3 separate regions of the Mus musculus genome follow, and all the other regions are linked to region 3. Evidence: chromatin contacts called from public promoter capture Hi-C data. All regions are on one chromosome and are shown on one strand. Each heading gives the region's core, a stretch centred on a gene start, on an enhancer-like site or on the middle of the called end of the contact. The rest is flanking DNA. Distances are from core to core; before and after follow the strand shown.

Region 1 (3,067 bases), core at 189-2,688, 1.2 Mb after region 3:
CCAAAAGTGTTAATTGTTTCAAGTTTCCATTTTGGATCATTTAGAATCTAGACAAGTTGGTTCCCAGCTTATCCATCACTTGTCTGTAGTAAGGAAAATGATTCTAAAAAGTCAACATGGTTTTCAGTATTTAAAAAATAGGTAAAAAGTATGTAAAAGCCTCGAGAGACCAATAATATCCAATAGCTTCAAAAGATAAACTAAAGACCCTTAGATGTAATCAACTTTACCAACATCTGTCCGTGTCTGTTTAATATTTACAGGGAAAATATACTCACTATAATTTTTTATAGAATGGCAAGTAGGAAGTTGATGTAGGAGATGTAGAAGGGCAAAGAGAACTCAGAAAGTCTTTCTATTATGTAACTTTTGCTTTAGAATCATCAAAAAGCAACTACTTCCCCTCATACTCCTTTAAGTTTTGCACTGCATAGGAAATTTCATTCTCAACTCCATTCATGTTAACGCCTGTTGGGTCACTGGAGTCTTCGTTCCTGTCAGATTCGTGGGTCCCATTAGTATCATTAGTTTCAGAATTTCTATTGTCAGTGAATGGGGTCCCAACCACCTTATCAGGATTAGATGTTTTGTTGGACAGCTCATAGTCTGCTTTGCTCTTTTGTCCTCCAAGAAGTCCAATACCTTCTACATTTTTTTTATTGTTGTTGTTCAAAACCTTTTCCACCAAATCTAATTGATACTTCATCGTCATAATTTTCAGCCACCCCCTTGCTTCCTCCTCATTCAGTGGCTCTGTCTTACCTATTTCACACATCTGGTCAACCACAAAATTCCCCTCATCGAGTTCTAGACTGTTAAAAGCCAGGGACTTTAACAGATGCAGTAGAGTTTGTGCCCACTACTAATAGTAATGCCACTGTGCATTGCAACAGCAAATAATCCATAGCTGTCATTAGTCGGCTTGGTGCTCCATTCTTCTAGTGACAGCTTAAGAGGTATCAACAAAGGAGTGTTGGTCTTGGAAAGTCCACCACCATAACAATCAAACTCCAGTAGCAGCAAAGCATTTCAGATGAATAGTGATAATAGGCATTTTGTCAAACCAGAGACTTCGCTTTGCTTCCGTATAATAATGGCAATTTTCACAGAAATATTTAACCTCTCCTACAATTCTCTCCACTGAAACAAGGTTTCATTTCATTTCTCTCAAGGTCTTCGTTTCAACAGGAATAGCTGACTCACTCATTAGAATTCTAATTAGAATCTAATGCCTACTTAAAATCTACAGATCCAGAATTACATCATCCATTAAACATGGATCTATACTTTGACTCCTTAAATTATTCTCAGTATGATTCTTTGTCGGTATCTTAGCAGACAAGGAAAGGTTTTCCTCTGGCTCAGGGACCACAGCTGTGGCCTCTAGTCTAAGGAACAGAAAAGAACTACAAATCCCGGCAGGCCTCGCGGCACCGGCTTCTGTAGGCGCTCTGGTGGCGAAAGCACTGTTTCCTGGAATTTGGGTTCCGGGCTGCGCGGCGCAGCTTCCCTACCCTCTGGTGAGTAGCACCCGCGCACAGAGTCCTGGCCAATCCCGCTGCCAGATTGTGCGGGACGTGGAGAGCGGTGGGTCCGGTGCAGATGTGCTCCGCGACGTTTGAGCTCAGGCTCTGCCGCCCAGACGAAGCTGGGAGGAAACTCGAGCCTGTGACCCTGTCACCCTAGCTGGCGAAACCACGTGGTTCAGGTGACTCGCAGTGCCCCGCCCCCTTGGCTGTGACTCTCTCGCTCGGTGTCCTAGAGGTCCTTAGTGTGGACTGGCCACTTGGGTGGCCCAACCTTGCGTGCCCTGGAGTAGGCAGAGGTGAAGAGGGGCTACGAGTGGCTCCGCCGGCAGCCTTCAGACATCGGTGACCTTGTGGGCTCCCACGCAGAGGTAGCTGGGGCGATGAGCGTGGAGTGGTGAAGAGCAGGGGCCTCCCCAGAAGTCAGGTCACCTAGGCTTGCTACAGGCTCCAGTCTCCTTAACTCCCCAGTACCTTGGAGACTTCCAGTGCTTCCAGCAGATGTGCGGAGAGAAGACTTTCATAGTACAGCTGTCCCAGACTTCGTTGACATTTACTTGCCACGAAAGTGAGAAGCTTAGCGCTTAGTAGGCGCTCAAGATATAGTTGCGGAGTTGCTAGGAATTGGATTTTGTCCTGTGACAATTTTTCTTTAAGCGTCTTCTTGTCACTGTGGTTCACAGGCTGTGTGTATGTAGTGTGCAGCAGAGTGATGTGGAGGGCTTGTTACTACACAGAATTCAGCCCACTTCCTCTTTAAACTTCTGATTTTAGTGTGATATTTGAACTCTGGGATCGGCATGTCCAACATGAACCCAGGAGATGCCATGTCGCTACCCCGGGGACTATAAGTTTGAATGCTATTTTATAAGAAAAAGTCCATATCGATTTGTCACACTGGGTTATGGTGTGTGTGTGTGGGGGTGGGGGGTGGGGTGGGGGGTGGTTGTGTCCCTGTGGCTAGCTTCGATATTGTAGTTGTAGCACTCATGGCACCTGCTTTACACACTGCAACCCAACCCCATTACTTTATGTACATATATCCATGTAGTTTTGCCACCTGGGTCCTTTTTATCCTGGATTATATTCTCTCTTATTTTACTGTGGTATTTGGCTGATACTCAACGGGCCTTATGGTGTGAGATTTTAACTTCTGAGAGAATTTATCACACTTTATTTCTTTCCAAACATACCCCCTCAGTCCCCTCCTTGCCAGAGACTGGACTGGTGAATGGCTAGAGTGCTTGGTATAGCCATCCATCCCTGTCTTGTCTCCCAGTAGGACACACCCTGCCTGGGTTATCTAGGACTAAATGTCCGAGACAGAGAACCACTGGCCACTCCAGCCAATTCCTTGTTCATATGCACTCTGTTGGCGGCACAGACACACGTGGACTCTAGCATTTGTTCCCTTGGCTCCTTTGGGCAATTTCTTCTACTGCCTTGTCTGTAGAGTGAAGCTCCAGTGGTCTGTACTTGAGAATCTAGTTGTGCAAGTTATGTGAGCTATTTATTTGAGCACTTCTGGAAGCTCACTCACT
Region 2 (2,988 bases), core at 32-2,531, 1.9 Mb before region 3:
AAGGGTAAGTTCTTCAACACACTGGCCCAAGGAGCTTATGGCTAAACCGGAACGCAACTTGGTTTTTACGTCATCTGATAGACACCTGATCATGGCAGGGACACATGTGGAGGGAGTGGCAGACACTGGCTTCCTTCTCTGACTGGAAAATAATCACCTACAGGAAACAAAACACAACACATACTCTAGCAAACCTCAGTTATATCACATCACCCATTTCTCTCGACTATTACAAAGAACTACAGTTAGAGTATTAAACCAAAACGCGAAAGGGAAGTATACTTCTAGTTTCTAGACAGCACACAAAACTCATGCACTGGTATAACAAGCTTCAATTCCAAAGCATTCATAATTTCATTAATTTTCGCTGTTCCTAAAATGAATGCCCTAGAGTGAAATTATAATTACGCTAGATGCTGATCCGTAAAGACACTATTCAAATTTCTAAGCACTTCACTAAAAACAGATGCCTAAATTAAACGCAGCTAAGAAACATTAGCTAGAAATTATTCATGAAAAAAGTCCAAGCTAGTTTCATAACATTTATACTTTACACAATAACCACGGCTTTTAGAAAATCCTTTGATGTTCTAAGACACTGTAAGTAAGAAGGTAAAAAAAACAATGGGACTAAGTCAAAGTCAAATCTATCAAGGAGACACAGTAAGCCATTACTTTCTCAGGAAGAGGTGGGGGTGGGGGAGGTAAAACTCCTTTGATATTTAAGTCCTGCTCCTGTGTAGCTTGATAGCTTGCAGAAAGGCCCTTATTACTGATATTCTTTTATATTGATACTCTCGGTCTTTTATATCCCCAGAACATAGCTTGGCAATAAAAAGTGAGTGTATGGGGTGGTCGGACCCTGATTCCAGGTTTTCTTATACAAACCCTAAGACTCTAGGTAGTTAAAGGTCTCATTCTTAAGTGACAACAGTGAGGCAGGTGACAGGCTCTTTTGTTTTGTTTTTAAAGCCTGGAAAAACCGGGGCTACGACAGCATTTAGCCACCGTTGGCAAACGGGGTGAATGTGTAATGAGCAGTTCTAGGGTCTGGAAAGTCGGGCATCCCGTGCAGGCCGGGCCGCGCCTGCGCAATCCACCCACCCCGCACCTCCGGGGGAGCCGGGGCCCCGCCAGACAGGCCCGCGGCAGTCACCATTGCTCCTGTCCAGTTAGACAAGCTCTCTGGACCACATTTCATCACGTGCTTTCCCCCTTCACCTCGAATCTCCTCCATCAACTCTCACCGACCAACCACCTCCAACGCCGAGCGCGCGCTCCCGAGCATGCGCTTCCGAGACACCGCCAGACGGCGTCTGCACGACGTCTCAGTGCGCAGGCGCTAAGGTGGCCAAGCTGCGCGTCCCTTCACCTGGCGGGTTCCAATTAGTTCTTTTGTCTTATTCTCTTTCGGAATGGGGTGAAAGGCTGTTTCTACTAAATTTTACTTTGCTCCCCTTCTCGTCTCCTTTGCATGTTCTAATATGTAGTTCCACATATATCTTTCTTGTTTCCTTAGTCTTTGTTCGCTAGATTGTAAACTATGTGAAAGTAGTTTGGTTTTTTGTTTACTGCTGTGTCCTGGTGGCAAGTAGATATTCAGGGAATGAATGCAGAGCATTCCTTTTTTTGTTTGTTTGTTTTTCGAGATAGGGTTTCTCTGTATAGCCTTGGCTGTCCTGGAACTCACTCTGTAGACTAGGTTGGCCTTGAACTCAGAAATCTGCCTGCCTCTGCCTCCCAAATCCAGGGATTAAAGGCGTGCGCCACCACTGCCTGGCAAGAGCATTCTTGAAAATTAAAGCTTTACGAAGCTGGAAAGGGCTGAGAAGCCTCTCTCTCTTTCTCTCATATTTTGTTTTTGTTTTTCTTTCAAAACATGATTTCTCTGTGTAACAGCCCCGGAACTCGCTTTATAGACCAGGCTGGCCTATAAACTCACGGAAATCCTTCTGCCTCTGCCTCCCAAACGCTGGGATTAAAGGTGTGCTCCCACTCCCCACCCCACCTCCACGTCTGCCCAGCCCAACTCTCTTGATTTGCAAATCAGGACATCAGGGTCCCTCCTTCCCTTCCTTCCTCTCTTCCTCCCTCTCTCTCTCTCCCCACCCCCATACCACCACGGCTTTTTCCTGCAAGAGCACAGTGAGAATATTTTGAGAATTATTAGGCAATCCTCAGTTTTTGTCTTCTGTTTCATCCAAACCTCCTCCCAGAAACTTTTTAAAAAAGATTTATGTATTTCATGTGTATGGGGTTTTGTCTGCTTGTACTTCTGCACACCAGAAGAGGGCATCGGATCCCTTGGTCTTAGAGCCATAGACTGTGTGAACCACCATGTGGGTGTTGGGAGTTGAACTCAGGACTTCTGGAAAAGTTGCCAGTGCTCTTAACTGCTGAGCCATCTCCACAGGGAGGACATCCCTCCTCCCTTTAAAGGAACTTAGGACAAAGTTTTAAATGAGTATATATTTAATTACTAACCAAACCAAATCAGACTTGTGGAGCCAATGAAGCAAACTTCTGATTATTGTTCAGTTTGCCAGGGCTTCATGACAAAAGGCCACAGGCTGGGTGGCTTAAGTAGCCGGGGTTTTTGTTTGTTTTCTTTTCTTTCCAGTTCTAGGACAAGCTGGAGTTTAGGCCAGGATTCCTTCTTGGGTGTGGCTGTCTGTCTTCACGTGGTCTGTGGTGCATACACTCTTATGAGTCAGCAGTCCAATGGGATTGGTCCTTGGGTTAGAGTAGTTTAGGTATACAAATGAGGGGAGGCGCAATCCAGGCCATAACTACTTTATCTGAATTTCTCACCTTTGGAAAAGGAGTGACTGTAGATGTTCCAAAGGATTGAAAACCAAAAGTAATTAGTGCAGTGCGTCATGTGAACACGGAACAGCCCAACCTGGTGGCATTTGCTCTTGCTACACATGAAGTCTCCCGTGTAAACAATGTAAAGAAATGGCAAAGTTACTTCTCTTTCAGACCTCG
Region 3 (2,765 bases), core at 51-2,550:
TGTTTTCAATAAAAATATTGTCCGTGATTCACAGCTGGGGGGGGAGGGGTGCTCGTGCAGCACCACACACCAGGGGCATGGAGAAAAGCCACTATGTTGAAAGATAGCAACCAGGAATACCTTTTCTAGTAATTTAGTTGTACTAAATCAGACTTTAATCTCCTCCAATTGCTTTGTACAGCGGGCATCTTGGGTTGCACATCAAGTACTTTAGTCACAGTGGCTCACGATCCTCCCACCGATGCTGTAAGGCACAGGTACTTTTAGAACCCACATCTTATACAAGAGGAAACTCAGACATGTTTAGAGAAGTTTAACCAATTGTCCAAGGGCACTAAAAGTGAGGATTCACATTCCAACTAAGCATCAGGAATCCACAGCAGTACCTCAGTCACTGTGACAGCTACTTTGAGATCTCGATAAAACCAATCACTTGCACTTAGTGTGACCAGATCTCTCCCCTCTAAAGTATCCTTTTAGTCGCACGCCCCTGTGATGGTCACAAGGCTGAAAGGTAACAGCGCGATAGACTGTGCCTATAGCTTTTGGACACTTAAGTAAAATCACACGAAGGAACTTGTGTGGTCTGAAATGGAGACACCGGCCCAAGCAAGAGGAGGGGTGGATCTCGGAGAACGAGAGACATCACCAAAATTTCTACTGCAGCCTCTAGTTCCTGCCTTTGCTTTCACTATCAGGCTCCTTCGAGACCTCAAAGCCTCCTTATTCTGGCTGCTTTCCATCTCTCCCACTCTCAAGGATGCAAGGGACGGAGGTTGGGCGCGGGGGCCTACGCTAGGGCAAAGCGGGGTTCTGAGAGGAAGGCGGGCGCCCCAGCAGACGCCGGCAGGAGCGCGCGGAAAGGCAGGTGGGGTCGCGCGGAGAGCCAAAGACAGGGGCAGGGGTGAGAGCGGCGGGAATGGAGGTGGGATGCGGACCCCGACTGAAGCCAAAGAGGCGCGGCGGAAGGAGCCGGACTGCCAAGCCGGGTGCTCCGAGAAAGGGAGCGGGACTGGAACCAGGGCATTTCCAAACCGCGTAGAAAACGACCTCGAGCGCAGCCGCGGGCCCCGTGACGGTGGGGACCCCGGTCGCCCGAGGTGCGCGGCCCCGAGCCCAGAGGCACCCACCCTTGCAGCGCCCGGGGCCTTGCGTACCTGAGGCGGCCGCCTGGCTCTCCTCCACTCCCCGTCGGTCCCCGACGCCGCCCGCCGACCCTCGGCGAGCTGCGGGGCTCCAGAAGGCCGGCCCCTCAGCTGCCTGCCGGTCCGACATCTGCAGCCCGCGCCGGGAGCGGCTCCGCAGCCAGCGGCTTGCGGCTCCGGAAACAGCCGAAGGCGAAGCGAGCGCGGCAGAGGAGAGCCGAGCGGAGCCGAAGCGAGCCACGGGCCGGAAGGAGCGGCTGGGCGGCAGAGGGTAGCGCTGGCCTGACACGTGAGAGGGGCGGGGGGGGGGGGGGGCGTGCTTTTTCGGTCGCCGGTTTTTACAGTCCGCACTTGGAAGGATCGACAAAATCTCGGGAAGAGTCTGGAAAACCCCGCCGGAAATCGTGGTATCCATAGAGACGCTGTCGGAAGTTGAGGTTGCTAGGAGGCCTTGGGCGCATCGACTGACATGTCTGAAGTCTCAGGAGATTATAATTCTGACTCCGATGAGAGTCTGAGTCTGCAGCCTAAAAGAACCAAATCTGGTAAATTACATAATGCTAACGCAGACACCTTGTTTGAGGTAAGCTCTAAGCTGTCCCCAAATACTGACCGAGACCCAGGAAATGTAGGAAATGTGCCACTAGAGCCAACCAGGACACGCAAGGGGGATTTGGTGCCCGTAGGTAAAAATCATGAGGTGCCAGACCTACAACGACAGGACGTTTCAGTAGGTGTGTTCAAAGGACCACCTACAAGAACAGGTACACAGCTACCAACAAAAATAGATCCAGAGCAGAAGACACCAGATATTCGAAGTGAAAAACTAAGAAAATCAGTTGAAGAGGAAGCTCTACCTCCATCCAAGATGACCAAATCGGAAAAGAAACAAAAAGAGTCAATTAAAGAAAAAAGTACAGAGCCATATGAGGTAACTAAACCTAAGTTCCCAGACCGGAAGCTAAGGAAGTCTACTGAGGAAGCAGATCTCAAACCTCACTTCAAGTCCACAGAGCAGTCAGGCACAGAGCAACCTGAGCAGACTAAGTTCCCAGACAAAAAACTAAGACAGTCAACTAAAAAGAAAGTCTCAGGGCCACTGGAGGATTTTGAAGAAGAATCAAGAAGACCCATTGATGAAGCAAGTCTAGAACTCTCACAAAAGAGACCATTAAAGGCTTCAAAGAAAGCACAAAAAAGCTCTTTTGATGAAAAATTTCCAGAGATGCTAGAACAGATTACTGTAGAACTACTAGATGACCAAGAGGAGACACAAGAAGAGTCCATTAAGGAGAAAGTTCCAGAACCATTAGGGGACCGGAAACCATCAGCTCAAAAGCACAAGCTGAGAAAATCAAGTGAAAGGTCTAAATTAAAGGACACATTAATAGAGCCAAGTAAGGACAAGGACCCGGGGCTACAAACACAGACTGAATTTCCAAAGGAGAAACTAATAAAGACAACGGAGAAAACGGGTGACAAGCCACAGCAGATAACTGATCCAGACATTCAAGAGAAGTCGCAGCCAGAACCAACCGAGAAAAATCTAGAGTTACCAAATAAACCCAAGCCAGAAGAGGAGAGAGACCTCCCCAAGGAAGACAAACCAGAATCAAGCAA

What was found. Promoter capture Hi-C pulls out the DNA fragments that hold promoters and counts their contacts.
Region 1: a contact with region 3 is called in a promoter capture Hi-C map of stem cell-derived epiblast-like cells, with 4 times the contacts expected there. The contact joins the promoter of Adck1 here to the promoter of Tmed8 in region 3. A contact is called at or near these places in 6 of 39 promoter capture datasets (3T3-L1-derived adipocytes, the C10 cell line, hippocampal neurons and 3 more).
Region 2: a promoter capture Hi-C map of liver shows a contact between it and region 3, with 3 times the contacts expected there. The contact joins the promoter of Mlh3 here to the promoter of Tmed8 in region 3. A contact is called at or near these places in 2 of 39 promoter capture datasets (both in liver).

What each region holds. Positions count from the first base shown.
Region 1 is chr12:88,359,076-88,362,142 of GRCm38.p6, forward strand. It overlaps Adck1 (aarF domain containing kinase 1), which reads left to right and starts at 1,439. Exons shown (of 11, transcript NM_001277297.1): 1 at 1,439-1,520. It also overlaps the pseudogene Gm5655.
Region 2 is chr12:85,269,318-85,272,305 of GRCm38.p6, forward strand. It overlaps Mlh3 (mutL homolog 3), which reads right to left and starts at 1,282. Exons shown (of 12, transcript NM_175337.2): 1 at 1,222-1,282; 2 at 1-157. The coding sequence starts at 93.
Region 3 is chr12:87,198,929-87,201,693 of GRCm38.p6, forward strand. It overlaps Tmed8 (transmembrane p24 trafficking protein 8), which reads right to left and starts at 1,301. Exons shown (of 6, transcript NM_001033475.3): 1 at 1,158-1,301. The coding sequence starts at 1,275. It overlaps Samd15 (sterile alpha motif domain containing 15), which reads left to right and starts at 1,580. Exons shown (of 4, transcript NM_001290288.2): 1 at 1,580-2,765. The coding sequence starts at 1,615.